7 separate regions of the Mus musculus genome follow, and regions 2, 3, 4, 5, 6 and 7 are each linked to region 1. A link is a contact called in public HiChIP or PLAC-seq and promoter capture Hi-C data. All regions are on one chromosome and are shown on one strand. The core of a region is the stretch at or near the end of the contact, and the rest is flanking DNA. Distances in the headings are between cores, read along the strand shown. Region 1 holds the start of Nbea (neurobeachin). Region 2 has its middle 83 kb from the start of Gm22269. Region 3 has its middle 25 kb from the start of Gm22269. Region 4 has its middle 45 kb from the start of Gm22269. Region 5 has its middle 67 kb from the start of Gm22269. Region 6 has its middle 92 kb from the start of Gm22269. Region 7 has its middle 160 kb from the start of Gm32237.

Evidence for each region. Promoter capture Hi-C pulls out the DNA fragments that hold promoters and counts their contacts. HiChIP or PLAC-seq counts read pairs in DNA pulled down with a chosen protein or histone mark.
Region 2: a contact with region 1 is called in an H3K4me3 HiChIP or PLAC-seq map of forebrain, with 8 times the contacts expected there. The contact joins the enhancer-like site here to the promoter of Nbea in region 1. A contact is called at or near these places in 4 of 39 promoter capture datasets (the SN4741 cell line, cranial neural crest, frontonasal cranial neural crest and 1 more) and 7 of 115 datasets of contacts at active chromatin or transcription factors (SST interneurons, embryonic forebrain, embryonic hindbrain and 4 more).
Region 3: a contact with region 1 is called in a promoter capture Hi-C map of liver, with 4 times the contacts expected there. The contact joins the enhancer-like site here to the promoter of Nbea in region 1. A contact is called at or near these places in 11 of 39 promoter capture datasets (the 3T3-L1 cell line, 3T3-L1-derived adipocytes, the SN4741 cell line and 6 more), 2 of 115 datasets of contacts at active chromatin or transcription factors (embryonic forebrain and pancreatic cancer cells) and 1 of 9 other capture datasets (embryonic stem cells).
Region 4: a contact with region 1 is called in a promoter capture Hi-C map of cranial neural crest, with 4 times the contacts expected there. The contact joins the enhancer-like site here to the promoter of Nbea in region 1. A contact is called at or near these places in 8 of 39 promoter capture datasets (the 3T3-L1 cell line, cranial neural crest, embryonic stem cells and 5 more), 5 of 115 datasets of contacts at active chromatin or transcription factors (astrocytes, embryonic forebrain, embryonic midbrain and 2 more) and 1 of 9 other capture datasets (embryonic stem cells).
Region 5: a promoter capture Hi-C map of hippocampal neurons shows a contact between it and region 1, with 10 times the contacts expected there. The contact joins the enhancer-like site here to the promoter of Nbea in region 1. A contact is called at or near these places in 3 of 39 promoter capture datasets (the 3T3-L1 cell line, hippocampal neurons and liver), 8 of 115 datasets of contacts at active chromatin or transcription factors (SST interneurons, VIP interneurons, embryonic forebrain and 5 more) and 1 of 9 other capture datasets (embryonic stem cells).
Region 6: an H3K27ac HiChIP or PLAC-seq map of neural progenitor cells shows a contact between it and region 1, with 9 times the contacts expected there. The contact joins the enhancer-like site here to the promoter of Nbea in region 1. A contact is called at or near these places in 3 of 39 promoter capture datasets (the 3T3-L1 cell line, hippocampal neurons and maxillary cranial neural crest), 3 of 484 Hi-C or Micro-C datasets (cerebral cortex and cortical neurons) and 14 of 115 datasets of contacts at active chromatin or transcription factors (the NIH/3T3 cell line, SST interneurons, VIP interneurons and 10 more).
Region 7: a promoter capture Hi-C map of second pharyngeal arch cranial neural crest shows a contact between it and region 1, with 2.7 times the contacts expected there. The contact joins the enhancer-like site here to the promoter of Nbea in region 1. A contact is called at or near these places in 7 of 39 promoter capture datasets (the 3T3-L1 cell line, the C10 cell line, the SN4741 cell line and 3 more) and 6 of 115 datasets of contacts at active chromatin or transcription factors (VIP interneurons, astrocytes, embryonic forebrain and 3 more).

What each region holds. Positions count from the first base shown.
Region 1 is chr3:56,181,969-56,186,078 of GRCm38.p6, reverse strand. Nbea (neurobeachin) reads left to right here and starts at 2,378. Exons shown (of 58, transcript NM_030595.1): 1 at 2,378-3,107. The coding sequence starts at 2,844.
Region 2 is chr3:57,134,859-57,138,968 of GRCm38.p6, reverse strand. It overlaps the pseudogene Gm8177. Among named protein-coding and RNA genes, the nearest start is that of Gm22269, 83 kb to the right of the region's middle. Within about 2 kb of position 2,023, at least 35 of the 459 cell types and tissues checked have an H3K27ac peak or open chromatin away from gene starts, as enhancers often do.
Region 3 is chr3:57,077,044-57,081,153 of GRCm38.p6, reverse strand. No RefSeq gene overlaps it. Among named protein-coding and RNA genes, the nearest start is that of Gm22269, 25 kb to the right of the region's middle. Within about 2 kb of position 1,778, at least 8 of the 459 cell types and tissues checked have an H3K27ac peak or open chromatin away from gene starts, as enhancers often do. A contact at or near this core is called in pancreatic cancer cells, where this site is marked.
Region 4 is chr3:57,007,275-57,011,384 of GRCm38.p6, reverse strand. No RefSeq gene overlaps it. Among named protein-coding and RNA genes, the nearest start is that of Gm22269, 45 kb to the left of the region's middle. Within about 2 kb of position 2,049, at least 1 of the 459 cell types and tissues checked has an H3K27ac peak or open chromatin away from gene starts, as enhancers often do.
Region 5 is chr3:56,985,232-56,989,341 of GRCm38.p6, reverse strand. No RefSeq gene overlaps it. Among named protein-coding and RNA genes, the nearest start is that of Gm22269, 67 kb to the left of the region's middle. Within about 2 kb of position 1,986, at least 2 of the 459 cell types and tissues checked have an H3K27ac peak or open chromatin away from gene starts, as enhancers often do. A contact at or near this core is called in hippocampal neurons, where this site is marked.
Region 6 is chr3:56,959,970-56,964,079 of GRCm38.p6, reverse strand. No RefSeq gene overlaps it. Among named protein-coding and RNA genes, the nearest start is that of Gm22269, 92 kb to the left of the region's middle. Within about 2 kb of position 1,864, at least 86 of the 459 cell types and tissues checked have an H3K27ac peak or open chromatin away from gene starts, as enhancers often do. A contact at or near this core is called in the NIH/3T3 cell line, SST interneurons, VIP interneurons and 9 more, where this site is marked.
Region 7 is chr3:56,858,344-56,862,453 of GRCm38.p6, reverse strand. No RefSeq gene overlaps it. Among named protein-coding and RNA genes, the nearest start is that of Gm32237, 160 kb to the right of the region's middle. Within about 2 kb of position 2,418, at least 8 of the 459 cell types and tissues checked have an H3K27ac peak or open chromatin away from gene starts, as enhancers often do. A contact at or near this core is called in second pharyngeal arch cranial neural crest, where this site is marked.

The sequences.
Region 1 (4,110 bases), core at 1,129-3,628:
TTGTAATAGACATGCAAATGTCTGTTAGCTGGTAATGATTAGCCTGTGTCAAATGAGGTGAAAATGCTGAATTTCTGGGTTGTGTTTGTGTTCTGTGCTTAAGAGTAAAATTAGTGGTTAAAAAATGGGGTGTAAGGGTCCAAATGTTGAAGAAAACTAAAGTTTAAATTGGATGAATGCATTGTAAACAGGTTGTAATTGGTCTTTCATGTGTGTGTCTATAGGCCACTCTACACACATAGTTCCTGTATGAGGGATACAAAGATGTATTTTACTATATACTAGTTGCTGCTGAACTGACATCATTTCATTGGTAGGATAGGTCTAATCATGTCTGTTAAAGGAATGAGGATACTGAAGTTCACATAGCCTGAGTAGATTGCACAGATAGTTAAAGGATGATTCAGAACCATGCCCAATTTTTTTTTTTTAAAGAGGGCAAGGAGCTGATAATCTACAGAATACATTACTAGCAAGCTTAAAAATATTTCTGAAATTTAATAAAGTGTGCTTTTTCTACTTTGAGCAGGGATTATTTTCTTTACCTGTTCTTCATCTCCAGTAACTGAAAACGAACAAGGAAAACAAAACTGAAATGAACACACCTATTGCCTGAGACACATAACAGAAAATTAAGAGCAGTCAAAGGGGTGTCAAGCTATGCACTAAAAAAGGAAAAGGGAAGATCAGGTTGTCAGTCTCTCTCAAAGCTCTCATTCAAGATGTCTAGAATAAAGCAAGAAGTACAACTTACTGTATATCTATTTATATGTACTTCATATATGTACACATCAGATATGTATGTGTGTGTGTATATATAGATTAAGATAACCTTTCAGCTTGGATTTTATAACTTAAGAGAGATATGGCATTTTAAATTTGCAACTGAAGTAGTTCTTATAGAACTAGATGATGCTTGCCTGAGCCAGGCACAGAAATTGTTGGTAGTTCTAAAAGTCACAGTTCTTTTTATTGTTTTTGTTTTCTAATACAGGGTTTCTCTGTGTAGCCCTGGTTGTCCTGGAACTAAAATCTGTAGACAGGGCTGTCCTGGAATTTAAAGATCTGCTTGCCTCTACCTCCCTAGTGCTGGGGTTAAAGGCTTGCTCCACAACCATCTAGTATCACTGGAATTCTTAATTGCCAAACTCTGAAGTCTTAAGGCTCTGCAAATTCCTCAAGCAGTTTTAATGATGTAAGCATGTTATAATTCCATTACTATTTTGTTTAAATAGACATACCAATTTACCACTTTTTTCAGGTACTTTTGTGCAACTACTTTAAAAAATTAATCAATTCAGTGGGAGTTTGTACCACTAATAAACATATAACCAAGAACTAATTGAAAATACAGGTATTAAGAAAGTTTGCCCTATGGTACTTTTGAAATGTTTATAAGATCCTGTATCATGGGAGTTACCAGTCAAAGAAGATGAATAGTAATAAATTATGCATTATGATTCATTTGTATACTGACCATTTCTTTGTTTGGGATGACAATTTAAATGATTTGAATACACCTTAGGATTTCTAATGTTTCTGGTGACTGGCAATATGTCTTTATCGAAAAGGGCTGACCACTTGAAATATTAAAGAAACTATATCCTTGATGTCAAGGAAGAAACCACCAGTCATACTTACGTGGTTTTAACTCAGTGCCATCAGAGATATTGCCATGTGCGTGTTATAATGTTTTCAATTGAAATTTTCTCACGGACTAAGGCTGGTCGTGAGGACCTCCAATGTATTTTGATAATTCATACAATTCTTGTGAACCTCATACGCCTATGGAAAAGGGAGATCACCCACCCACTGGCATCATACCTGAGGATCTTTGGGGATTTCTAGCAGGGGATTTGCTGCACCTACCCAACCACCTCATGAGGGTAGTCAGGGAGGCGAGTTCAAGAACTAGCTTGGCAGAGAGGCTCCCGGTTTGACAGCATCTATTTTAAGCCGCGCCCGTGTGAGCAGGTGTCAGCCTCTCCACGGGCTGTGGCAAGAGCCCGGCGACATTGGGCCTGTCTCCAGACCCCCGCAGCGAGGTGGGGCCGCGGACCCAAGGTGGACCAGGAGGAGGCAAAGGCGGCCGGGAGCAGGTGGCCCTCCACTCACCGCACGTGGCCCGCACGGCGAGGCCGAGGGGGAAGGAGAGCGGACGGGCGAGCCCTGTCCTTCCCCTCGCGACTCCTCCCCGCGCACCTGCTCACCTGTCGGCCCGGTCCCAGCGCGTGGGGGAGGGACGAGGGGTGAGGGATGCGGAGGAGGAGCGCCGGGAGAAAGAGGGGGTGCAGCGAGGACTCCGCCCCCCCCAAGCTGCGCGCAGGCGCAGTGGCCGCTACCGCAGGCAGGGGGCGGCAACATGGCGGAGTGAGCGGCGGCGTCGGGGCTTCACAACAACAGCGGCGCCGGTGGCAGCGGCCCGAGCTTTGGCCCCCGGCGGAGGGCGGAGGGCCGTGCGAGACGAGGCGGCATCCTCGCGGGGGGCCGGGCCGGCGGTAGCGAGCCGGGGAGATCGGTGCAGAGAGCGCCGAGGCGATCTGCGAGGAGCTCCGTGAGGCGAGCGCTGAGGCGGACCGTGAGCTCGCTGGGGAGACAGCTGCGGCAAGCCCGGGAGGAGACCTCGGAAGCGACCCTTGAGGCTGTCCCCGGAGGCGGTCGGCGAGGCGCCGCGCACGGCTGCCGGGCCCGGCTGAGGCGCGGACGGGAGCGGGCCCGGCGCCGCGGCGCTGGTGGATGCTGGGGCTGCGAGGCGCCGGCCGGGGGGCGGGGGCCGCGGCGGGGATAACGGAACCGGCGGAGGCGGCGCGGCGGCGCTGCACAGCTCCTCAGCAGCGGGGCGGATGGCGAGCGACAAGCCGGGCCCGGGGCTCGAGCCGCAGCCCGTCGCGCTCCTGGCCGTCGGGGCCGGCGGCGGTGCAGGCGGCGGAGGCGCCATGGGGGAGCCTCGGGGGGCGGCCGGCTCCGGCCCGGTGGTGCTGCCGGCGGGCATGATCAACCCTTCGGTGCCGATCCGCAACATCCGTATGAAATTCGCCGTTCTGATCGGACTCATACAGGTCGGCGAGGTCAGCAACAGGGACATCGTGGAGACCGTGCTCAACCTGGTAAGCGCCCCCCCTCCCAACCCCGGGCGTCCGCGCCCTGCCTCCCCGCGTCCCTCAGCCTCCTGTCCGTCCGCCCGCCCGCCCGCCCGCGCGCAGCCACGGCCGCGCCACCTCCCTCCTGTCACCCGCGCGGTGCCCAACTCAACCCGGCACTTCCGACGAGTGGTCGGTCCTTAGGGCCTGGGCCGTGAGTGGAGGTGTGAAGCGGCCCTCAGGTCCTTTGGGAGTTTCTTCTCCCCATCTCTTAATTGTCCGTGTTGTGGCTCTGAGAGGGTGACAGCCCGGCCCCTAGAGCCCGAGTCCCCCCAAGCGCCCCAGCCCCCACCCCCTCCCGTGCTCCTGAAATGGGAGAAGCGCACTGGTTCCAACTTGAGCAGCTGGGGTGCTGGGTTTTCCAGGGAGGACGACGAATGATGCAGATTTTGCATCTGTCTTTAAATACATTCCGTGGCAGTGATGGAGCGTGTTGTGCCTGTACTCACCCCTACCTCCATCTCTAGGCAATCTTCACCTCTTTGTAGTATCTCTCCAGATATGCTGATCTCTTACCTTTACGGGTGTGGGGCGCAGAAGGTGTTAAAATGTAAGGGGGGCACCGGATCTTACAGGTTGGTTTCTATGGTTGCGGTGGCTTGAGGATAAAGACCAGAAGAAAGATTTGAAAGGCAGCCTAGGTTTTGGCTCCTTTCATGGTAAGAGAGTTACTGCAGAAGTGTGTATGACTTAATGTTCTGCGCTAGCTACAGAGAACCTAAACAATGTTGAAGATGACTTGGTCCAGCAGAAGGAGAGGAAGAGCCAAAATAGAGCATAATTGAGGCTAGGTCATGGCTTTTGCGCTTTGCAAATGCATTTCTTTTGTTTTTGGTTTTGCCTTTCTTCAGCAAAGCTTCTTAAAAACCCGGCTTCCTCTGCATTGTCTAGCCTTTGACATTCAGTAAGGCTGGGTTTGGGAAGGCAAGGTGTGAGTCAGTAACAGTCAGTTGACCATTGTATTTGGTGT
Region 2 (4,110 bases), core at 774-3,273, 950 kb before region 1:
GTTGAAGTTTTTGTTTGTTTTGTTGGTTTTCTTTTGGGGTGTGCTTTTATTTTGTTTTTGTTTTGGAGTGTTTTATTGTTTTAATAGGTTTTTGTTTGTTGAGAACTAAATTAAGATTGAGTGAGTAGAAAGGGCAGAATGATCTGGAAGGCCTCTGGGAAACAGAAGAATATAATCAAATTGTATTTAACTTTACAATTTGTTTTAAATAATAAAAAAGCCTTCAGAGGGAAAATTTGTCTAAAAGTTGAAGTACGGGCTTTTAAACTTTTCACTGTATATCTGCAGTAAATAGAAAGAAATGTGATTTGATAAGAGAGGTAGTAGGGAATAGCAGACTTGGAACAGTTAAGAGAGAGGCAGACAGAGATTGAAGGAAGTATGGGGTGGAAAGAAGTTGATGGGAGATCAAAGGAAGAATAGAGAATCTAAATATTCTAAGAGCGTGGACAGAGAAAGGAACAGGTAAGAAAAGGACAAAGAGGAGGAGTAGCCAGAGGGAGATGTCCTGGTGGCTAAGGAGAGAAGATGAAAGCGTGTTGGGTTGAGTTGGCAACATGTCCTGGCTTGAGTCCTCACTTTTGTCTTTGGCCATCAGAATCAATCCCTACTCTCCAGCAACTGACTGTGATTCCATTCAAAGCTGGTGTAGCTTTCTTCCCCACTTGCGTTCTCCCTGATGATTCCTAGCATCTTTGGTCTTTGTGATTGGTTCTAAGTACAACGGGACTCAGCAGCTGCATCTTTTCCCTTCCTTGGACCCCGATTTGGGCATGGTTTCTCATCACTGAGCCTGTCTGTTTTATTTTGATTTTGCCAGAGTACCTGTATAGGGTTATCTCTTGACCGCTTGCTTTCTTTCTAAATGCAAGGTGCTGCCTTTCTTTTAGAAACGTTCTTCTAGTCTCCTCTTTGGGTCTCTGACTTCCTGACTGCAACCCATGCCCATGACCTACTTTATAAACTCATGTAGGGCATCCTCTTATCCCACCCATTCTGATGGTGTGCCTACATGGTGATACAAGCCAAGGAACACTTCACTGTTAACTACTTCCTAGGTTTGATGGTGTTGTATATGTATTTGGCTGTGGTGAATGTTGGCCCTTTAGGGAGCTTAACTGGGAAACTGTAGAGTCTTCAAAAGCTGGAATTAGTGGGAAGTCCTTAGAGTACTGGGTATGCCCTTGAAAGGAATTAAGGTAGTTTTCATGTGACTGTTCTTAGCTCTTTTTCTTACTTTCTGGAGAGGGACATTTTCTTTAAAATAAGGTTGAATTGGGGTTTCCTTAGTTTCTCTCTTTCTGTTCAGCTATATAACTGCTTCCACTGGTAATATGATCTTGTCTTATCTACCACCTTCACGACTGTCCAACAAATCAGGCCACCTCATCGTAAACCCTGAGTATTCTAATAAACCAAATGTGAACCAAATAAGCCCTTTTCCTCTATACATAGCTCGCCCCGGGCATTTTGTTATGGTATTTGTAAACAGACGAATATAGACGGTTTACCAAACCATCCATATTACTTTTTTACTCTATCATCTTTTTTCTTAGTTAGCCATAGATAACATGTGTTTAGTTTTGTCTCTCTCTGATAGGATGGCTGCTTCCTGATGATAGGCTATTGTTTTGACTTTATTTAAATATTCTTTGTACCACAGAATACTCTGATCATAAATGATTTCTTGTTAAATTACATTTCTTAGAAAATACCTCTAGAGTGCGGTGGTCAGCTTTTTGGTAGAAAGTACAAATGCGTCAGTGAGCGTTTTGCACAGCCCAGCGCGGCCTCCTGAGCATCGACCCACACCTGACACAGACCACACACTTTCGCCATCACCGCCAGAGAAGAGCCAGCCAGATCGAAGCACGCTAGGGGGTGGGGTGGGGGTGGGGGTCGGGCGTCCCTTCGCCCCAGGAAGCAGTTTGCCTCCAAAACGGGAAGCAGTTGTTGCTTCCCAGGAGGCGGGACTGGGCGGGTCAGGGCACAGCGGCTGACAGCGGGGGAGGAGCCGGGTCCACTGCTGGGTGGAGGGGCAAGGCAATTGTCCTTATCCTACCGACAGGCCCGGGCCTGGGAGCCAGTTGGAGTAGAGGCAGCAGCGGGAACGATTGGGACGAGCGGAAGCAGACATGTTGCTCTTCGTTGAGCAGGTGACATCTAAAGGCACTGGTTTAAATCCTAATGCCAAAGTATGGCAAGAAATTCCTTCTGGAAATCCGGATGGCACTCCTGTAACTGAACCCTCTTGGCATGAAACTGCAGCCACATCTGGATCTCACCCTGAGGGCAATACAGAACTTTTAGAAGATATGTGTAAGGAATGTGAAGTAATGTATTCTCCATCTTGTGAAACCACAAGAAATACTGCAGGCATTGAAAAGTCAGCTGATGGAATGATCTTAGGACCTGAAGACCTGAGTTACCAACTATATGAAGTTTCTGGAGAAAGCAGTTCAACAATTTCTACAGAAGATTTAAAAGAATGTCTGAAAAAACAGTTGGAATTCTGTTTCTCACGAGAAAATTTATCAAAGGACCTTTACTTGATATCTCAAATGGATAGTGATCAGTTCGTACCAATATGGGCAGTTGCCAACATGGAAGAAATAAAAAAAAATAATGACTACAAATACAGATTTAGTTCTTGAAGTATTGAGATCTTCCCCCATGGTAAAAGTTGATGAGAAGGGAGAAAAGGTGAGACCAAGTCATAAGCGATGTATTGTGATTCTCAGAGAGATTCCTGGGACCACGCCTGTAGAGGAAGTGAAAGCTTTGTTTAAAAATGAAAACTGCCACAAAGTGATAAGCTACAAGTTTGCACACAACAGCAACTGGTACATCACTTTCCAGTCAGACACAGATGCACAGCAGGCTTTTAAATACTTAAGAGAAGTCAAAACATTTAAGGGCAAGCCAATCATGGCAAGGATAAAAGCCATCAATACATTTTTTGCTAAGAATGCTTATCGATTAATGGATTCTAGTATGTATACTCAACCTATTCAGACTCCTACCCAATATCCCTCACCAGTCTTCATGAAACCAGTGTATAATCCTCAGCAGTACTCAGTGTATAGTCTTGTGCCTCAGTCTTGGTCTCCAAGTCCTGCACCTTACTTTGAAACACCACTGGCTCCCTTTCCCAATGGTAGTTTTATGAATGGTTTTAGTTCACCAGGATCTTACAAAACAAATGCTGCTGCTATGAATATGGGCCAACCATTCCCAAAAAAATTGTGTGAAGCCTCATTTGAGGTCATCCAGTCGTTCAGAACACTCAACAGAGGGCTCTGTGTCATTGGGGGATGGACCACTGAGCAGATCTAGTTCAAGGATCTTTCTTTCTGAACGGCATAACCCAACAGTAACAGGGCACCAGGAACAAACTTATCTTCCAAAGGAGGCTCCCATTTTACAGATGGAACAGAATGGGAACTTCGGAAGAGTCAGGCGAACTCTCTTCAAAATCTAGCCTTAAACTCTGTGCAACAGAATTAAACAAATGGACTAGCAGTTGTCTTTGGAGTCACTGGTGCACACCAAAAACAAAGAGCAATTTAGAAGAGAAGTGATACAATTTGTGGGGTGAGCTATTGTTTGACATCTTTGAATATAATTTCTATATTTTTATATATGATTATTTGATAATTATCATTTTCACAATGGTGGATGCTCTTTTTGGAGCTAGAGAGAAGGTCTTTAACCATTTGCACTTCTGAATTACCAGAGTTCCTATTATGAGTACTATTCTGTTTGCTGTGAAGAGACATCAAGATCAAGGTGACTTTTACAAAAGGGAACATTTAATTGGGGGCTTGCCCTCAGTTTCAGAGGGCGAGTCCATTGTTACCATGGTGAGGAGCAGGATGGAACTGAAGAACTAACTGAGAGATTTATATTTGATACACAGTGGGGCTTGAGGGTGAGGAGAGAGACAACGGATCCTGGTCTGGACTTTTGAAGCATTAAAGCCCATCCTGAGTGATACTTCCTTCATTAAGGCCACACTTTCTCCAATAAGGCCACATCTTCTAATCTTTCTAATCCTTCTCAAACAGTTTACTAACTGGGGACTAAGCATGAAAATATATGAACCTCTGA
Region 3 (4,110 bases), core at 529-3,028, 900 kb before region 1:
AAATCTTTCTGTCAGGGAAAGTTTAAAGGTTCAACAACAACAACAACAACAACAGCAAAAAATACAAACAACAAGGCAAAAGCATCAAGATGTGTCTGAAAGTTGACATTAACACACTTCCAGTGAGGCACCAGAGTCCCTTCAAAGGCTTTCCTGTCCTTTAATGTTCCTGTGGCAAGTACTGGTCTCATCCCACCTGCCTGGAAGGAGATCTCTGACAAGGGTCTGTGAGAAACTGCCTCTGCAGCAAGAAGGTCAGAGCAAAATATTGCTGCTCTTTCCACAGTGTTCTGAATGAAGACAATCTCATTTCAAACCAAATCAATGACCTTTACTCATGGTTTCATATTGCCTATTAAATTCCTTCTTGATACATTTTTACAATAATAGCTGATCACTTACTTAGAACAGCAGGTTTCAAAACCAATTGTCTGAAGGAATAACTGTGCAGCTAGCTGTCAACAGGCATTAGACAGGTTTGCCTGGAAGGTGCTCCCTCCAGCTTGCTCTGTCTAAAGAGAGGAAGTAGCTGACAGGCTAAAAATCCAGGGCAACTTTCCAGGGCATCAAATCAAGTGAGCACAGTGAGACTTTATTAGTTTTGTTAAGGCCTCATCAGTATTCCCTAAATGTCACCTTCATCCCTGGTTAAATATCACAAGAAAATATGATCCAAAGGTAAACAGAACTTATTTGGCAATTATTTAGTGTTTATAAATATTCACTTCCTGGCTCTCCTGTACAATAAACCAAGGCATATCAAGAGTAGAATATTTTTGTTCCAGATCAGATATTAATTTATTGGAAGCTTGTTTCACTATATTAGGAGGGAGTTGGCATTAAATATCAATCTGTTCTCTTTTAAGAAGTTTCTGCTAGGTTCTTAGACAAATGTCACTAGTATTGAGGTGGCTCATCAGGCAATGTTCTGGCCATTTTGGCCATTCCATTATCAAATGTGGCTTAACCAGATCATTGCTCTACCTCTACTATTAACTGTAGTTTGCCTCATGACAGATCTGGCTTGATAGTCTTATAATGCTCACATTGTATTCACCATAACTTCTAAACCCATCCTCTATATCTGCATCTCCCAGTGTTCTTGGTGACCATAATCCTATGAGGTGTTTGGTGAACATGCAGAAGTTTTGCTACTGAGATAAGTTTGAGGAAAGCTATATGTTTTCTTTCTTGGAAAATAAAATAATATCAATCAAGTCAAAAAAAATTTTTTGAGCAACACTAAAAATTGTTTATGTATGGTCATCTCATTATTTTTCAAAGTTTATTTGGCTAACAATTACTTTGAATCAGAACTTTTCTGTTCTCTACTTTTCTCCTTCTCCTTGTATTTCTTGCTTGCCCTATTTCTCCAATTCTTCCCCTCACCCTATCATTGCTGAAGAGTCACACTAAGGGACTCATACACACTAGACACACACCACAGCATACTGACACTACTTCAGCCTGAGCCAAGCATGTCTCTAAGTAGAACAAATCACCTAGACATTTTCATTGTAGACTGGGCTTCTACTTTTGTGGTGAGGGCATCCATGTACGGTGAATACATTGCTATTGTGCTTAAATGCTGCAGTGGCTGCACATTTCTCACAGGGTCAAATTCAACACTTCCTAGCAGAGAGGCAAGACCACACATATTCTGTCCCAATCACTTTCTCATTCATTGCCAACTTCTGCCTGCTCATACCACTCTATTTTACTCTAAAGCTTCTCACAATGTGCTCTTTGTCTAGATTCTTCTTCTCATTACATGGAAGACTCACAGTCAGCCTGAGACCAACTTGAACATTATCTTTCTTACAATACTCCCTTGGCTCCAGCATAACCACAGAACCCTGTGTCCCAGACTCCTGGTGTCCCAGACTCCCGAGACACTCATTTGAGTGTCTACTTGTGTAGGTTGTTTTCAATGGAGGCTTGATTTGTGTTTTTCCCACTGGGCCTCAAATTCCATCACAACAGGGCCAGGGTTTATCTGTATCAGTAACTTAAAAATGGACTAAAAGAAGATGGTAGACAAGTTAGTTTAAGGGACAAATGATCATATGACATAAATATTCAAATACGTAATTGCAGTGTAAACAGAAGAGTTAGACTGAATTCTGTTAAAACCAACCAAAGTGATTTATTTGTTTTTGGGCCATTGGTTTATTTCCTGCTTTAGGCTTCAGGCTATTAATATCTTGTGAGCTGCCTATAAAAATATTAATGAAAATTCTGCAAGTTGACAGAAATCTAACAGATTTCCCAGTTCAGTTATTTAGACATATAAATAATTATAGCACATTATACTAATGTCTGTTACTGACTGCTTCTGGATGTTTGACATTCCTAAAAATTAACACATAGCTACTTATTGAACATAACACTGTAGTAGTCAGGAATAGCACCCACCAAGTAGTTGTGTGTAGGTATCACCATAGGGTGGATTTAATCCATAATGTTTACAGACAAATGAAAAAACTGGGAAGGAATTTGTAACTCAGAATCCTGGAATGCAATGTGGTAAACTTGATCGATGTTTCCATTAGCAGAGTCTCCTTGAGTGAAACCAATGCCAAGTCTAAAATACGGTGCCCCTGCTGTCTAATGGAATATCTTCTCTTGGTCCTCTTGCTTATCTTCCTGCATTAAAGTGATAAATGAATTTGCAAGTGTCTTTGCAGTTTTATAGCTCTTAAAAGCAATGTTTTCTTTTTTTGTTTAATATGACTTCAAAGAAAAAAAAGTCAAATATGGAAAAAAAACAAAGTAGAGGCATTTCTTTGAAATTAAATATAAAGAGGGGAAGGGAGTTTGATTTTTACCTATTTTCCCTCCAGGGTGTCTTTTTTTTTCTCCTGCACACATGGTTCATGAAAAGATGACCTGAAAGAACTATCTCCCAGTGATAATACCATTTGTTCACACAAGACTCAAGTCCTAATTAGTGAAATATGCTACTTTTAAACTCAGAGTTAGTACAACTAAACAACCACTTGTCAGCCATGCACTGTGCATTCTCTCCTGCGTAGAAGAAGGCTGTACCAAGCCATCTATTCAGCTGCTTTCATGAAAAGTGTTATTCAGTTGTTTTCTCCTCCAACAAGAATTTATTGAGCTCTGCTATGTCTTAGGCATTATATTATAAGTGATATAATGAATTAAGAAATTTGTGTACTGAGTGATTGATGGAGGAAGGACCAGTCCATTTTGAGTGGAGCCATCCCTGGGCTAGTTGTCCTGTGTTCTGTAAGAAATCTAAGGAAGCAAGAAGTAGCCATTAAGCAGCATTTCTCCAAGGTCTCTGCTTCAGCTCCTGCTTCCATATTCCTGCTTTGTTTGAGTTTCTACCCTGACTCACTTCATTGATGAATAGTGATATGGAAGCATAAGCCAAATAAACTCTTTTCTAAAAAAAAAAAATGGTTCCTGATAGCTCAGTGTGGAAGATGATAATCAGATAATGTATTGCAATGTTATGATTTTATTCTAGGACTAAGGACATGATGGTGTGGGACCAGATAGCACTGGAATGGGGGATGCTCATCAAGGCAGTTCATACCAAAGGACCATATATCTCATCTACAGTTGGCTGCTGTAATCCTACATGAACCTGACCCTGACAGCTCTTTCTCTAGTTAGTTAGAATGATGTTGACTCAGTCTTTAATTCTGTTGGCAACATGTGCGCATAGTTGCATCTGGTGGAATTTTCCTCCTGTGTTGGGTATTAAACCTAGTCCTTTCTGCATAAGAGGAAGCACTGGGCTACTGAGCTCCAGTCCTTTATCATCTGTTGACAAAACTCGAAAGATTAACTTCTTTTATGTTTTAATAAATATTCATTTTAGCACATTTTACAAGAAACTCAAATTACACACATGGCCATATCTTTATTTTACTACGATTTTAAACAAAGATATAAATGATAGATAGTGTTTTCATATGACAAAAATGTAAATTATAGGACATTCAGTGATCTGTACTACACTTTGTGGTTAAGCACAGAGGCATGGACAAAGATAATTACACATTCAGGTCTGTACTTTTAGATATAAACTCATGGAAAATGAGACGTCTTTAGTCAAGTGGGTAACTGCAATAAAAT
Region 4 (4,110 bases), core at 800-3,299, 830 kb before region 1:
AGCCATGATAAAGAAAATGTCATACCCAAGAGTTTTGTTTTCTGTATTGTTATATACTTTTTCCTCTTAGTATTAATTTATGTTGGTGTTCTTGAATTGTTCCCCTGTTTTATGATCTCAGCCAAATCTTTATCTCTTTTGATACAGCACTCAGTCACATGTTGGATAAACCACAGAACAAATCTATAGAATAAACTTGAACCTTGCTATGTTTTAGAAATCCCTAAAAGGCAACTCTCTGAAGATTTACAGAAATTCTGTAGAAATATACAAAATAACACCAAACAAGACTGCTACCTTCATGTTGGTTTCGTTGTTCCCTTCCTTCTGATTGGCTAAGGGGCATCAAAGGTGAGAACAGTATAATATTATGCTGTTAACCTGTCATCCCACCCATCCCCTGGGTCAATCATCGTAGACTGACTCCTGTTGTTTCCTTACTTCCTCTGTGTTGTGACATCCTCTCTTAGAAGCAGAAGGAAGCTTAAAGGCTCAGGAAGCTCATAAAGTTACATGAATCTCAAGGTCAGTCCATAGGGTTATAAAAGCAGTAAGCATCTCAGAGGAGAGGAGAATCTTCAGTAGAGGCTGAAAATATGAGCCCATCTAAATATTTGATCTGATTAAACCAACTGGAACAACCAGAATCAGCCACGACACCAGGAGAAGTTCTCTACTGTGCCTCTCTCAACAAAGTGAAAAGAACATGAGACCAACAAAGTGTTTCAAGGCTAGCTATGGCATCAAAGTTTCAAGCATGGCATCAAAGTCTCTTGAGTCATATTTATACTCTTACCAAACATTACGCCTGCCCCTAAAACACAGTGTGTCTGCATCAGCAAAACATCACATGAATTTGCATCATATGACCAATCCAGAAACTTCCATTTCAAGCACTAATGTTTTAGGGTTAATTATAGTAATAACTTTATGGCTTCTTGCTAAGGCTCTGACAAGTAACTTCAGACTTTTGTCCTCTGAGCATTCACTGGATCTCAAAGCCTCCCCATCCCACAATGTCACTCATAGCTTGGTAGAGACTTGATTGATCTTTTCTCATCTTCATTTCTTTCATTTTCGATAGTTTATATTTTTAAAGTATTTTCTTTGTGCTAGATATTGTAATCAAAACGTGACAAGCATTATCTAAATTAATTTTCATCTTGTGCTAATATAGTGTTTGTGCTTATCCTGTGTTTATATGTGAAAAAGTACATTTAAAAATGTACATGCAGAGAGTTGGAGAGATGGTTCAGCACGTAAGACCACTGGCTGCTCTTCAGAGGACACAGGTTCATTTCACAGCACCGACAGCATGGCTCATGACTACCCATCATTCCAAGTCTAGGGAACCTGATGCATCCCCTAGCATCCAAGCACAACAGAGACCTGTATGGTGCACAAGAAAGAATGCAGGCAAAGTACCCACACACATACAATTTTATAATAAAATAAAGAATTTCCATGAAACTGGTCCAGAGTCACCAAGCTGGAGGGTAATGGAACCTGAGACACGAGTGGAGTTTCCTCTAAAAATAACCAGTGTTTTCTGTGATCAGGCTGCTCCTTGAGGTCATTGCTACTACGGTTCTGGGACAGGAGATAGTCTCTGTCAGGATGTGCTCTCAGTCTTTCTCCAGGCATGTCTGAATCTACTTTCAAGAGAGCTCATTCTTTCCAACTGTGGAAGGTTCCCAGGGAACTATTATGCTCCAGAGACCAGTCTTGAAATTGCTGAAAGCAATTCTTTTTCCTTCTAATTCCATCCTGCCTCCTCATCTTGTTCTCATTAACTGAAAGGAGACAGGAAATGTAGCAGAAAAGCTTCTTTTATCCTGTCTCCTTCTTCTGAAACAAAACAAAACAACAACAAAGCAATACCAGATGAGGCCATGATACTCTTTTGGACTCAGTCTGTTCCTGTAGTGCCTGAGATCACACCCTGAACTTTGCCTATGCCATGCAAACAAAACCTCTACTAATTACTCATTGCACCTGAGCACAGAATGCTATTGGCAGAGGATGGAGAGTCTAACCACTGCCATTTCAAAAAACGATCAATTTATCAGGAAACATAAAGTTACACACTATACCACTTTAAAGATTTATTTACTTAAAAAGTATGTATATGCTGTGTGGCCAAGTGCATGTTTGGCACCACATGTATGCAGTACCTCTGCCTGTGGAGGCCAGAGAGGGTCAGACCCCCCAGAACTGGAGTTACAGACAATTCTGAGTCCCCATGTGGGTTCTGGGAGTTCTGAAGAGCAGCCAATGATCTTACCCACTGAGCCATCTCTCTAGTCACCAAACTACATAATTTTAATTAATTTTCTATCATTCATGTTTACCCCAGTTAGATTACTAAATCAAGGACATCAAGGCTCATGTCTATTTTACGTTTGCTTTTATTCCCCTAGTAGTGAACATAGTGTCTAAATGAGATATTTGTTAAGTGGATGAATGAACAAGCAATATAGTGATTAACATGGGCTCCTTGTTCAGAAATACAGGTGCATCATGTGAAAGGCTTTCCTAACTACATAAATACTTAATGCTCTAGTGCACATTTGGGAAAACATGAAGTACAAAATGATATGATCCAGGCCACAGATTTGAGATGCTCTGGCTCATTACAGCAGAAATTACAAGTTGATGAAATGATTATGACCTAAGTAATCAGTGGTCTCAGTTTTGTTGGAGGGGATTCTGTTAAGGGATAGATGAGAATTAAAGACTGAAATCGAGAGTTTAAGGTACAGCCCTTCTCTGTACCTTAAACCAAAGAAGCCTATGTATTCGTGACTATATGTACATAGTAAATAAGGAAAATAATTTTGGTTCAAAATTAATTTTTGAAAACATTTGAAACAAATGTTTAAAAAACATATGTGTATGGTGTGTCTACATGGATGTAAGTACACTGTGTCTATGCACTGTCAGCAGAAGCCAGAAGAGATTGTCAGATCCCCAAGAACTGGAGTTACTGGTGGTTGTGTACGGTCATGTGAGTTCTGGGGACCAAAGCCCCATCCTCTGCAAGAAGACTGATCCACTAAGCAGTCTCTCCAGACTCCAAAATATAAACAGTTTAAAATTAAGAAATGTTATATATAGCACACACACACACACACACACACACACACACATATATATATATATATATATATATATATATATATGCTATTTAAATTTAAAATGAGGAAATGCTATATATAGCATTTATATATAGATATATGTGTTTATCTATCTATCTATCTATCTATATACATGCATGTGTGTATGTATGTATGTATAGCATTTTTAAAATTTTGAACTGCTGAAATATCAGCATCAAGTAAATAACAAGAGCTGGGAGATTCAAAGAAGAGCCTGAAGTTACAGGTGACTCTGCTTTAAGAGCCTGCTCCACACAGCTCTTCCTAGCTCTCTGACCCTGCATTAGTTGCAGATAATAATACCTGCTTCTTTAGGCTGATGACAGGTTTAACATGGTAAGGCTTTAACATGGAGAATAATATAAAGTAAGTGTTTCACAGATAGTCATTATGATATCTCTTGGGGAAAAGAAGAAACAACAATGAAAATAGTTTGGAAAAACACAGGCCTTGGAGGAAACAAGGGTATAAAGACAAAATATGCAAACTATATATTCCACAGATGTTTTCTAAACAATTTATAGAGTCTGCCCAAAATAGCAATTTTATATTTCAAGTAAATATTAATTCAACTGTTTAAACAGGATTGACCACGTTGTGTGCATGAGTGAATCTATGCATTGCTCCTTGCTTTTATCTGGAAGGCATGGACCAATTACTCTGAATGTGGCGTCATGATTTAAAAGCTGGGGAGTAAAGAGCATCCTGGATGGTGACATTAAAAACAGAACTTTGGTCTTTTGAAAGGCTATGCTCTGGTGTTTCTTGCATCCCTTTTTATCAGAGTTTGAGGGAGTATCCAGACCCCACTCAGTGTACCACTGATTTAGATGAAGCTGAAGCCAAAATGTTTTTCCATGAGGCGGTAGTGCAGAGCTCCTGGGGAAAGCTCCCACCCTCCAGTATCCTTCTGCCGTGGGAAACATGCATAGGCACAGTTGTGACACATGGA
Region 5 (4,110 bases), core at 737-3,236, 800 kb before region 1:
CACAAGAAAATGTTTTGAAATTGTGGTCTCTTTCTCTTTGTCTCTATTTCTCTTTCTCTGTGTGTGTGTGTGTCTCTGTGTCTGTCTTTCTGTCTCTCTGTGTCTCTGCCTCTCTGCCTCTCTCTCTGTGTCTATGTATCTCTGTCTGTCTCTGTCTCTCTTTGTGTGTATGTGTGTGTGTGTGTGTGTGTGTGTGTGTGTGTGTGTGTATTCCATAGTTCAATAATGGAGATTGGCTGAGATAAAGAATAGGAAAATTCTCTGTAATTGTTATTGTTTGAACAAATATTTGTTATTGTTTGAATCAGAACTTAGACATTCTGTCCTGTTGTTAGAAGACTCGTACCTTCTTTGTTGATTAAAATAACAACAACAACAAACTATTTTTTTAATGTGGATTTTAAGCAGAAAAAAGTCACTTTTAATTTTGAGTCCATTTTCTGAGCTGGTCAAATGCCAGAATTTGATTTCCATCCGTCGAAATGGGGAACTCAAGATTGTTCCATGCTACTTGGTTTTTCTTCATAGGTTGTAGGTAAGCAATGAATAGTATAGCAGGACATGCCGCACTGCTACCAATCACTAGCTCTTCTCTATAACTTGAGTTTAAGCCTCAGAGACTCTAGCTCTACTTATCTTTAAATATGTGAGAAGAAAGAATTTTGCCTGTCCCTTAAAGAGAGATGCAGAGAGCTCTTGGAGCTGTGCATTCTATAACCCAAGGACAGTCTGTTCTTACAAAAAAAAAGAAAAAGGAAGGAAGGAAGGAAGGAAGGAAGGAAGGAAGGAAAGAAGGAACGAAGAAAAGAAACTAGAGTTGTAATCTGGGGAAGTGGTTCAGTTAGTGAGTCTGTCTATCACACATGTAGCCCTGAGGTTGATTGCCAGTGAAGTACTAGGACAAAAACAACCCCCAAAGAATTAGAATTGGTGTTTTTGTGACATATTTTAGCTTACTGAGATTTTGGTTAATTAATAGTATTGTTTGAAACATGAAAATCTTGTGAGGCTTGTATCCTGTTTTGGGAGATTACTTAGAGCCTATGGGGTGGGCAAATTACACTAGGTATGTGAATGCTTCGTATTGCAGCCTAGAGGCCTGCATGGACGTGAATACAGTGTTCATGGAACAGTTATTGACAGGGTGACATAAAAGAGAAGAAGAAGGATCCATGGCATTGATGTAAAATACTAGTGAGTCCCAAGCCTTTTCCAAGAGAACCAATGATGGTGTAACGTAACAGCAGGAACATCTGACTAAAGGTGACAATAGCGGAGCTGCTTCTTAGGTTGGCCTTGCCTCTTTCCAGATAAAATAAAACATAGCCACTTATTTCTTTTTAATTTCCAGCTTTTATGTGCATGAGTGTTTGTATGCATACCATGTGTGTGCAGTCAGAAGAGGGCATCAAATCTGCCGAAACTGAGTTACAGATGGTTGTGAACACCACGTGGATGCTGAGAACTGGAGTCAGACGTTCTGCAAGAGCAGCCAGTGCTCTTAGATGCTGAGCCATCATCTCTCCAGTCTCGCTGAGCCATTTATTTGAAATGCTGGTTTAAACAGGCAAATGTTTTCTAAGTCTGGTCAAAATAATAGCTAGATAGGAAAAGGACCATGAGATGAACTTCTCTCTCTCTCTTTTTTAAAGAATGTCTATCCATATGTTTCCTTTTCCACTTTTGCTTTAATTTACTCTCCTTGTTAGTCTGTTTTCTTCCCTCCCCATGAGTGTATCTGGGAGCATGACTCCTCTATTGACCTCGGAAATAGCAGGTGGGGGAGATTTCTTATTGTGCTTAGGCTAAGACCCTTTCACGCTGGGCATGGATAGTAATGAAAATAAAATTATCTTCTTCATCTCTCTTCCTGGTCAGGGTTCAGAACAGCTCTGGGAACATTCCTTAATAGTTCGCATATTCCATCAGTCAAATCATAAATAGGTATTTGGATCAGTGTTTCTATGGTGATATGGCATTTGCCAGAATGGTCACACAAATGTAATAGCTAGCTAGAGACATCACAGCTGTTTAAATGAGTTGAAGGTACCCACACACTGTTTCCTTTGTTAAATTCCATTGCAGAATGGAATCAATGTAGAATGTTTTTTATTTCCTGATTTTGATTCACTTTCTGTACTTTAATTCTTTACTGTTAACTGTACTTTATCGTACAGGAGAAATGGATGGGTTTTTTTTTCCTGTGATTTTGAATAAAAGGAAGACTTGGCTTTGGGATTGTGGAGCAGGAAGCTTTCCCCAAACACCAGCGTTGATGTGGGAAGAAGAGACATCAGCCCAATCAAAGAGTAAGGACTAACACAGGAGCATGATGGAGTGACCTAAGAAAGGGCACAGCGAAGGGAACTGCTTACAGACTTGGGAGTAGAGAAGGGAAGTAGTGATTGCAGTAGGAAGGTTTAGGAAAAAAGGAAGGAAAAAGGGGGAACCCAGGGAATATAGGGAGATGATAATGACTACTCATTTATTTATCAACAAACTAGGACCAAGCACCTGTTATATCCTTGGCAGAAGCAGGCTTAGAACTTTCACTTTACAACCATATGTAGCAGAATTTGACTGTGACCCAACGTTCTTTTCTATCCCTTGGATGATACTCAGTAGGAAACAATGATTTTGTTCCTTTCCTTATATTTTCTTACAATTTTAAAGTAAAAACTGTGCTTTGGAAATGAGTAGATACAGGGATTCCAAGTGCTGGCGATGAGGGGAATAGTAATAAACCCAGGTGAAAATAATGTCCCAGTCAGGATAATTGTTTATCATGACTGGTGAATGTGCTGCAGAGGTCAGGGGATGTCAAAGGCACGACTGAAGGAGAAGCTGTCCCTAAGACAGACAGGCAGACAGACAGACAGACCGGACTGTGCAAGAGCTGTTGGACTTACTTTCTACTTCTTTAATTGATTTGTAGATATGCAAGTCTTCTGAAGAAAATTATTATGGAGTGTATATTTTGGCTAAATTATTATTTTATCTTCCATAAATCACAAATTACAAGAGTTACTTATGAGATTACAGAGGTAACATTCAGGACTTTTATGATCTAAATTTTTGACATTAACTGAATAGATTAATGCCACTTTTTAAAAAGTCCATAAAAATAAATGCTCTCTCAAATAAATTATTTTCAACTTTAATGTGGTGCATCAGGCTGACAGATTAATAATTAATGTCAGATAGCACAATGCTGAAGACCTAGAAGCACTGATACATCTTCACAGAAAATTGGCCTAAGAGTGGCAATTTCAACTTAATAACTCAGACTATTCTACAGTCTGCAAATGACATTAATTTATGACTCAAATGGAAATAAACTTTCCTTCTGAATTTCATTAATTCATAATTTTAAGAATAGTTCAGAAAGGCTATTAGATAAGTAAAATGAAGTCATTTATGTAAATAAATTGGCTCCCAATCTCTCTAATATCTGAATCATTATGTTTTATAAATATGTAGATGCTGTTGGTCTGCTTACCATTAGCTATTATTTCTTGTCAAGGACAACTCTATTCTGCATAGAGGTAATATCAGTTCCTTTGAGTGAGAGTTTATCTAATAGTTTAGTGGCTTCCTTGCATTTAGGAATTATTTAACAATTAAAATTGAGGTCATCATGAAAGTTATACAATTTTTATATTTTCAAGCAATTCTCTACATTCAGTTCAGTTGCCATTTTGTATGTATCATAAAGAAATGCTATAGAAGTCCTGTGAGTTGCAACCTTTTCTTTCCTGTATTGTATATTTTATTAAGCAACTTCTGTGTCTTTAGCCTTGTGCTCAGTGCCCTTGGAGATTGATGGGATGCTATTAGCAAATGTTCAGGAAAAATTTATAGTCTCCTTTATTCAATGTTTCTACACTGGATACAAGTGAAATCCAGCACATATGCAAATACAAAGCTGTATGATCCAGGCAGTGATTGTAAAGTGTCAGAGAAAGACAAATTAAAGTCAAGTTTACAAGGATGCTACAAGGAGGGATGCTTTGAGATAGCAAAGGGTTCAAGAGACATTTCATGATGAATACTGCAACCAGAGGGATGCTGGGAGAGGCATGTAGATTCCAAGCAGGGAGGGAAGAGGGA
Region 6 (4,110 bases), core at 615-3,114, 780 kb before region 1:
GGCTTACGGCAGAGCACAACAAATGGTATCTATTATTATTAGCTTATGATCCTATAGCTTAGGAAACTGGTCCTTCCCTTACAGGATGAATCTCATGATTCACACAAAGTCATAAGAGGCTAATCTTTGACTCAGTGTTATACCAGCTAAAATATGTACTAATTATAAAAAATAAAAGAATTTCAATGGAGAGAACACTGATGTGATCTGCAATTACAGGCAGAAGGACTTAACAGGGTATGCAGAATCCTTATTTTAATAGCAAGCAAATGTGATGGGGGTAGAGGTAGAAACTGTCTTGAGCAACATAAGACAATCTCAGTGCTATGACCCAGCACAGGTTTCTCAGATTCTAATGTAACATTCTAGATCTCTTTCATGAGGTCTAAACTAAACTACTGGGCAAAGTGGCAGAAGGGGCAACCTCAACTGGACTGTGTTCTGTACTCCTTTAGCTGGCGAGCAATCTCCAAAGTCCTGGTATTGTGCTTTTAGCTTAAGAGTTCCACCTGTTAGGTCAGTATATTTTCACTCACTTGGGAAGTCTGCCCACAGCCACAAGGAGCCAGGTGACATCACAGAAGGTGGTGCTGATGCATGTCTGCTTCCCAGAGCAATGCAAGCAGGTTTTCCATCACCAGCTGCCATGCTCCTGGAACTTCATTCACACCCTGTGTTGTTTCTCCAAGTATATTCGAGGGTGAGGCTAGATTTCCTTGGTGGCAGATTGCAGTTTGGTATTATTAGAAAGTGTTAGTTAAGGTTGTCGAAAACCCTTTGCTTTCCTCTGCCTGTCAATATTTATTGATCCTCCATGGTGTCCAGAGCTGCATTTCCCCTATTCACCTCCCGGCTAGCAAGATCCCTCTCCAATTCTGGTTTAAGAAAAGGATTTCTTTTTCTTCCAAAGCAGTGACATTCAGCCACGCGTGATCACTTCTTTAAAATGCATTGCAAGCCACTGCACATTTATTCCTTGTATGACAGAGACATGTGTGGACTTGTGAGAAAAGTCTTCTTAGCCCAAAATCCATCTCAGCAGTGAATGTGAAAACCTAGGATGATGGTATGGATGACAACTCCTGCTCAGAGCATCCTTTCCAGAGGGCAGTGGAACTTGCTTCATCTACAGAGTCCCTTTGCTTTTGGCAGTCAGTGCTGTGAGGATGAGCACCAAGAGGCCATTGGAATGAACTTTCTGTTCATGTCAGAGTGCAGACAGAGAGGAGTAGGTGGGAATGACTCAGTGAAAGAACCAGGCATCTGCTCGAATGGGGAGACTGATATGATTCACCACCTGCTCCTCTGAGCAGGGATCTGACTCACTGTTAAGAGAGGCTGGTTTCTAAGGCAACCACAAAGGGGCAGGCAGCAGCAGCTTATGTGAATGTGGTTTCATGCGGTCACTGGTTCCCTTGTCTAGTGACTTCCATACTTGGCTGGTTACCTCCCAAGAAATGCTTTCATTTCGTTAAATGCCATTGCAGAGAGAGGAAAATGTTCTCTCTCTCTCTCTCTCTCTCTCTCTCTCTCTCTCTCTCTCTCTCTCTCTCTCTCTCTCTCTCTCATGATTATTTATAGATGCACACATGTTAGTAGCAAAGGCTTTTGTCTGTCCACAAATTAGCAACTGATTTCTGTTCTGAGTGATCTTGCCACCAGCCCCATTGGAAAGGCCCTGTTCATGGCAGGAAGGAAGGATTCAATTGGAAAACTGTAAAAGAGAAAGAAAAACTATTGAGTCTTGCCTGTCATGGTGGTACACATCTTTAATTTTAGCATTCAGGAGGTAGAAGCAGGTGGATCTCTGTGCATTCTAGGCCAGAGTGCTCTACATAGTGAGTTCCAGGCCAGTCATGGATAGGGAGTCTCCATCTCAAAAAAAAAAAAGTACTGAGACTATGGAGTCTAGTTACATGATCATGACTCAGATGTATAGTGATTACAAGATTTTTGCTAAAATCTAGTCCTTAAATATCCCCAGAAGGCCCATATGTTAAAGACTTTGTCTCCAGACTTGTGATGCTGAAACCTGTTGCAAACTGCTGAAGGTGTAGCCCAGTGAAAAGGTTTGGTCACTGATGGAGAAGACGAAACAGAGGGTGGGAAGATCTCCAAGGGGATGGTGGAACCCTAGTCACTTTCTCTGTCTCTCTGTAATGCTTCCCTAACAACAAGAAAATGGTTAAGTTTCTCCACAGGAGATCCCTATGTATGATGCCCTGCTACATACTCAAATGCAATGACGTCATGGGGTCAAGGATTGAAGGACCCAAAGTTGTGGGCCAAAGGCCACTTTTCCTGTTCACAGTACCCCCTCCCCTACCATTTTGTTACAATAATGAAGAACTGCCTAATAGAATAGATATATAAGGACAATATCCATACATCTATTTTATTCTCTTCTCTGCAGTGCATGTGTGTTGGGACTGAGGGGTAGGACCTTTCCAAATTTCAATGCATTTGGAACCCAAGGACAACAGAAACATCGGTTACTATGAGCAGAGTGACATATATGGATTGTACCAGAGAAGAAGACTTTCTATTCTACTAGGCTAGTCAGGATGCTAATTATCCCTGCAAGGCAGTATATAAGTTCGTACTTAATCCAATTAATTGAATAAAAAGTTTGAACATAATTATTATCTTGTTTGGAAGTGAAAAACTGCTGCCAAAACACTCCAGAAGTTTCTTCATCTAAAAGACAAACTTTCCCACTTGAATTTAATTTGTGCTCATCAATAGTTATTAATAGCTTCAAATAACTTTATTATAGACAATGATAAGGAAAGCAGCAATTTATCCAGTTTTGAAATTACCACATGTCCTGATTTTGTGTGTTTTACATTTAACAAATTTTTGTTAGGTATTTTCCCCTAAAGATTTTTTTTTTATACAATTAATTCTATTGTTGAGAGAGCTAGATAATACTGTGCATACTTAAAGAGTAAGAACACTCTGAAGAGCCAATGCATTTATCCTTACATTCAATAGACTTAGGCAGTTGTCTGTATAATACATAATTCTACATCAAAATTGGGTAGGACAGATGTCCTTGGGGGAAAACAAGGGAAGATTTCATGAAAACTCAGCAGGCTTTAGAGTGGTTGCATTTCACAGTTTAGATGCTTTTGCCAACAAGGGAAAAACAAGCTCAATGGATATTGACCAGGGCAGATTTGCAAAAGCATTACAGCACAGGTTTTAACAGGGAACTCCAGGTAGATGATAGAAGCCAGACTAGTTGATGCCTAGGAGAGTCCTAGCAATTACCACCAAAAGGAAACAGTTCCTTCTCTTTCATGCTAGGTAAGTACCTACATCTCTTGGGTCCCCCTCTCCTCCCTCCCTCCCTCCCTTCCTTCCCTCCTTTTCTCCTGTCTTGTTTCCCCTTCCCTTTTCTTCCCCTTTACTTCTCATCATTTTCTTCCCTTCCTTTCCTCTTCTTTCCCTTCTCCCTTTTGCCTCCTTTTTCTTGTGTGATAAAGGAAATGTAGAGAAAGGAATTAGTAATGATGTTATCAAATCTCTGTCCTAGGTAGTCTCTTGTAGGCATGTGGATGATGTCTTAAAGAAAAAAAAAAAAGCATTGCTAGCTAGCACTGTACTCTCTGAGACAGGGCATGTTATAGGGAAGCAGGCTCCTGGGTAAAGATTCTTTGGCAGGTTTATTGCAGATTGCCATTGGGATCCACACCTCTGGGTTTGTCAGCAACATCCGGCAGAGGTGGTCAGGGGTCTAGGAAGAGAGAAGGACCTCAGAATATCATAGAAAGGCTCTACAGTTGATTGATTATGCCCAGATGTATCAGAGTGAGCCAATGGGGCCAGTCTTTATCCTCATACTAACCAGCCATTGGATAAAAGGTGGAGTGTGACCTTGGTCATTTGTCATCAGTTATCAAGCAACACTCTGTACCTGAGGACTGAGTATTTCAGTTCAATCCTAACCAAACTTATGATTTCTAGAAATTATCAATTTTTTATCGATCATGCCAAATGAGAAGGAATTCCCTTGGCTTGTAACTCTCCTTTATATTACACACTCATTCCATTAGGGGATTCTGTCCTTTCCTACTTGAAGGCTTTATTAGTTTACTAAGCATGTTA
Region 7 (4,110 bases), core at 1,169-3,668, 680 kb before region 1:
AGAACATTTGTGATAAAAACTGCATGGTACTGGTATAGCAACAGACAAGTAGACCAATGGAATAGAATTGAAGACCCAGAAATGAACCCACACACCTATGATCACTTGATCTTTGACAAGGGAGCAAAAACCATCCAGTGGAAAAAAGACAGCATTTTCAACAAATGGTGCTGGCACAACTGGCGATTATCATGTAGAAGAAGGGGAACTGATCCATTCCTATCTCCTTGTATTAAGGTCAAATATAAGTGGATCAAGAAACTCCACATAAAACCAGAGACAGTGAAACTTATAGAGGAGAAAGTAGGGAAAACCCTCGAAGATATGGGTACAGGGAAAAATTCCTGAATAGAACAACAATGGCTTATGCTGTAAGATCAAGAATTAATAAATGGGACCTCATAAAATTGCAAAGTTTCTGTAAGGCAAAAGACACCGTCAATAAGACAAAAAGACCACCAACAGATTGGGAAAGGATCTTTACCTATCCTAAATCAGATAGGGGACTAATATCCAATATATATAAAGAACTCAAGAAGGTGGACTCCAGAAAATCAAATAACCCCATTAAAAAATGGGGCTCAGAGCTAAACAAAGAATTCTCACCTGAGGAATACTGAATGGCTGAGAAGCACCTGAAAAAATGTTCAACATCCTTAATCATCAGGGAAATGCAAATCAAAACAACCCTGAAATTCCACCTCACACCAGTCAGAATGGCTAAGATAAAAAATTCAGGTGACAGCAGATGCTGTCGTGGATGTGGAGAAAGAGGAACACTCCTCCATTGTTGGTGGGATTGCAAGCTTATACAATCACTCTGGAAATCAGTCTGGCGGTTCCTCAGAAAATTGGACATAATTGGAAAATTGGAGGATCCCGCAATACCTCTCCTGGGCATATATCCAGAAGATGTTCCAACCGGTAAGAAGGACACATGCTCCACTATGTTCATTGCAGCCTTATTTATAATAGCCAGAAGTTGGAAAGAACCCAGATGCCCCTCAACAGAGGAAAGGATACAGAAAATGTGGTACATTTACACAATGGAGTACTACTCAGCTATTAAAAAGAATGAATTTATGAAATTCCTAGGCAAATGGATGGACTTGGAGGGCATCATCCTGAGTGAGGTAACCCAATCACAAAAGAACTCGCACAATATGTACTCACTGATAAGTGGATATTAGCCCAGAAATTTAGAATACCCAAGATATAAGATACAATTTGCTAAACACATGAAACTCAAGAAGAATAAAGACCAAAGTGTGGACACTTTGCCCCTTCTTAGAATTGGGAACAAAACACCCATGGAAGGAGTTACAGAGACAAAGTTTGGAGCTGAGACGAAAGGATGGACCCTCTAGAGACTGCCATATCCAGGGATCCACCCCATAATCAGCTTCCAAACGCTGACACCATTGCATACACTAGCAAGATTTTGCTGAAAGGACCCAGATATAGCTGTCTCTTGTGAGACTATGCTGGAGCCTGGCAAACACAGAAGTGGATGCTCACAGTCAGCTATTGGATGGATCACAGGGCCCCCAATGGAGGAGCTACAGAAAGTACCCAAGGAGCTGAAGGTATCTGCAATCCTATAGGTGGAACAACAATATGAACTAACCAATACCCCCCCTCCCCCCGGACGGAGCTCATGTCTCTAGCTACATTTGAATCAGAAGATGGCCTAGTCGGCCATCAGTGGAAAGAGAGGCCCATTGGTCGTGCAAACTTTATATGCCTCAGTACAGGGGAATGCCAGGGCCAAGAAGTGGGAGTAGGTGGGTAGGGGAGTGGGTGGGAGAGCATGTGGGGGACTTTTGGGATAGCATTGAAAATGTAAATGAAATAAATACACAATTAAAAAAATAAGAAGTGAAAGAAAAAGCCAGTGGCAAATGGTTGGGCAGATAGACTGTGGTGAGCCCTTTAGATGTGCACAGGGTAAAAACTGGGAGGAGGATAGTAGAATTGCCATGATTTTCAGGCAAACCGATCAGGATCAGACTTAGAAAGACAATCATCCAAAATGTAGGTGAGAAGGAATGTGGCCTCCAGACAGGCTGCCCAGAAGCGTATTGGACTGCAAAGACTAGAGAGCTCCACAGAAGGAGTCATGGCAAAAAAGATAAAATATAGATGTAGAGGGTGTTAAGCCAGGATTACAGGAGAGAAATAAATGCTAGCCTTGGGGAGGATTAGAACTGCCCAGCCTTTGAGATAGCCAAGGCATACCAAAAATTAACTGACGTGTGTGTGTGTGTGTGGTGTGTGTGTGTGTGTGTGTGTGTGTGTGCGCGCGCGTGTGTGCGCGCGTGTGTGTCTTTCCTTCACAAAGCCAGATAGCTCTTCGGCAGCTGCACACATGCAACCCATCAGGAGCACAAAGCAGTATAGCTAATTTGCTGCTACAGCTCCCAGCTTGTCTGCTAAGGGTCTGAACACATATTGCATTCATTATCTCTTGGGACAGATTGAAGCAAGTCTTTTTGTGAGAATTACCATGATGTTTCTCTTGTATAATATGATGAACAAAATGTGCATATCTGAAAACAGGATGACATTTCCCCTTCCCATTTTTGGAGCAGTGACTGGCTTGTTGCATTATTATTCTTTGTGATTTAGGTATGATGAATACTGCAAGGACCATTCTGAGACATGTGTTCCCACATGATTTCATGATGGCTGACTTCACACAGTACACTATTATCTGCATTGCATGGATGAATAACTTAACATAACCTCTTGTTTATTATATTATCTCTCTCTCTCTCTCTCTCTCTCTCTCTCTCTCTGTGTGTGTGTGTGTGTGTGTGTGTGTGTGTGTGTGTGTGTGTGTGTGTGCCATGGCACATGTGTAGATGTCAAATGACAACTTTGTACAGTTCTCTCTTTCCACTTTCATTTAGGTTCTAGAGATTGGCCTCAAGTTCTCAGGCTTATACAATAATTGCCCTTAGCTGCTGAGCCATTTCATTATCCTTACCTCTATCACCATCACCATCATCACTATCACTGCTGGCTCTACTACCACCACCAACATCATCACCACTACCAATTGCAGTATTACTGCTACTATCATCACTACTATAATCTCTACTGTCAACACCATATTCATAACTATATTGGATAATCTCAGGGATCCAACTTCTTGGATTCAAGTCCTGATCTCGCCATTAGAGCTGCATGGCTATGGAGAATAGATAAGTAGTCTGAATTGTGTAATGCAACAAATGTAGATAGAAATAATATTTACAATGTAGGGTACTTGTCAAAATAAAATAAGTTAAATAATCTAAATTAGCAACAAGGCTATCATGTGTAAAATATGCAGGAAATATTAACTCTTTTCATCATTACTCAAGTTTATATTTGATTGATGTTACATCAGTTATTTCCATTACTTTCTGTCCTAGTTGCTTTCTGTTGCTGTAGTAAACCCCATGGCCAATACTAGCTTGCAGGAGGAAAGGGTTTATTTCACCTTATGCGTCCAGGTCATTCTCCATCACTGAAGGAAGTCAGGGCAGGAGCTCAAGCTGAGAGCATGAAAGATTGCTGCTCACTGACTTGCTCTTCATGGTTTGCTGAGCCAGTTTTCTTACAGAGTTAGGACCACCTTCAAGTTGGAGCCTCACACATCAGTCAATAATCAACAGGATAATATCCTTCAGCTTCAATAATATTCTCACAATAGTTCACATTTCACTTTATTTTTAAAAAGATTGAAGCACATTCCATTCAACTGTTGATGGACCCATCTGATTCTATATCTTGGTTGTTGTTATTAATGGATGCTACAGTGAATATGAAGGTTCTAATATCTCTTCAGAATGTTGATTCCAGATCTTGTATGGATCGCTGAGTGAGGAATGGCTACAGCTTTAGGCCCTCTACAACTTTTAATATAGTTGCTGGAACAATTCACATTCTCAGCAATAGCATCTAGGGGTGTTTGCCCTTGCTTACACATAGTCTTCTGCCTCAGGGTGGCTTTAAACTTGTTCAATGATTAACAATGTTGAACTTTTACACGGATGCTTGAGATTCAATGCCAACTGACCATTTGTATTTCTTTGGGGATCCATCTATTCAAATTCTTTGCTC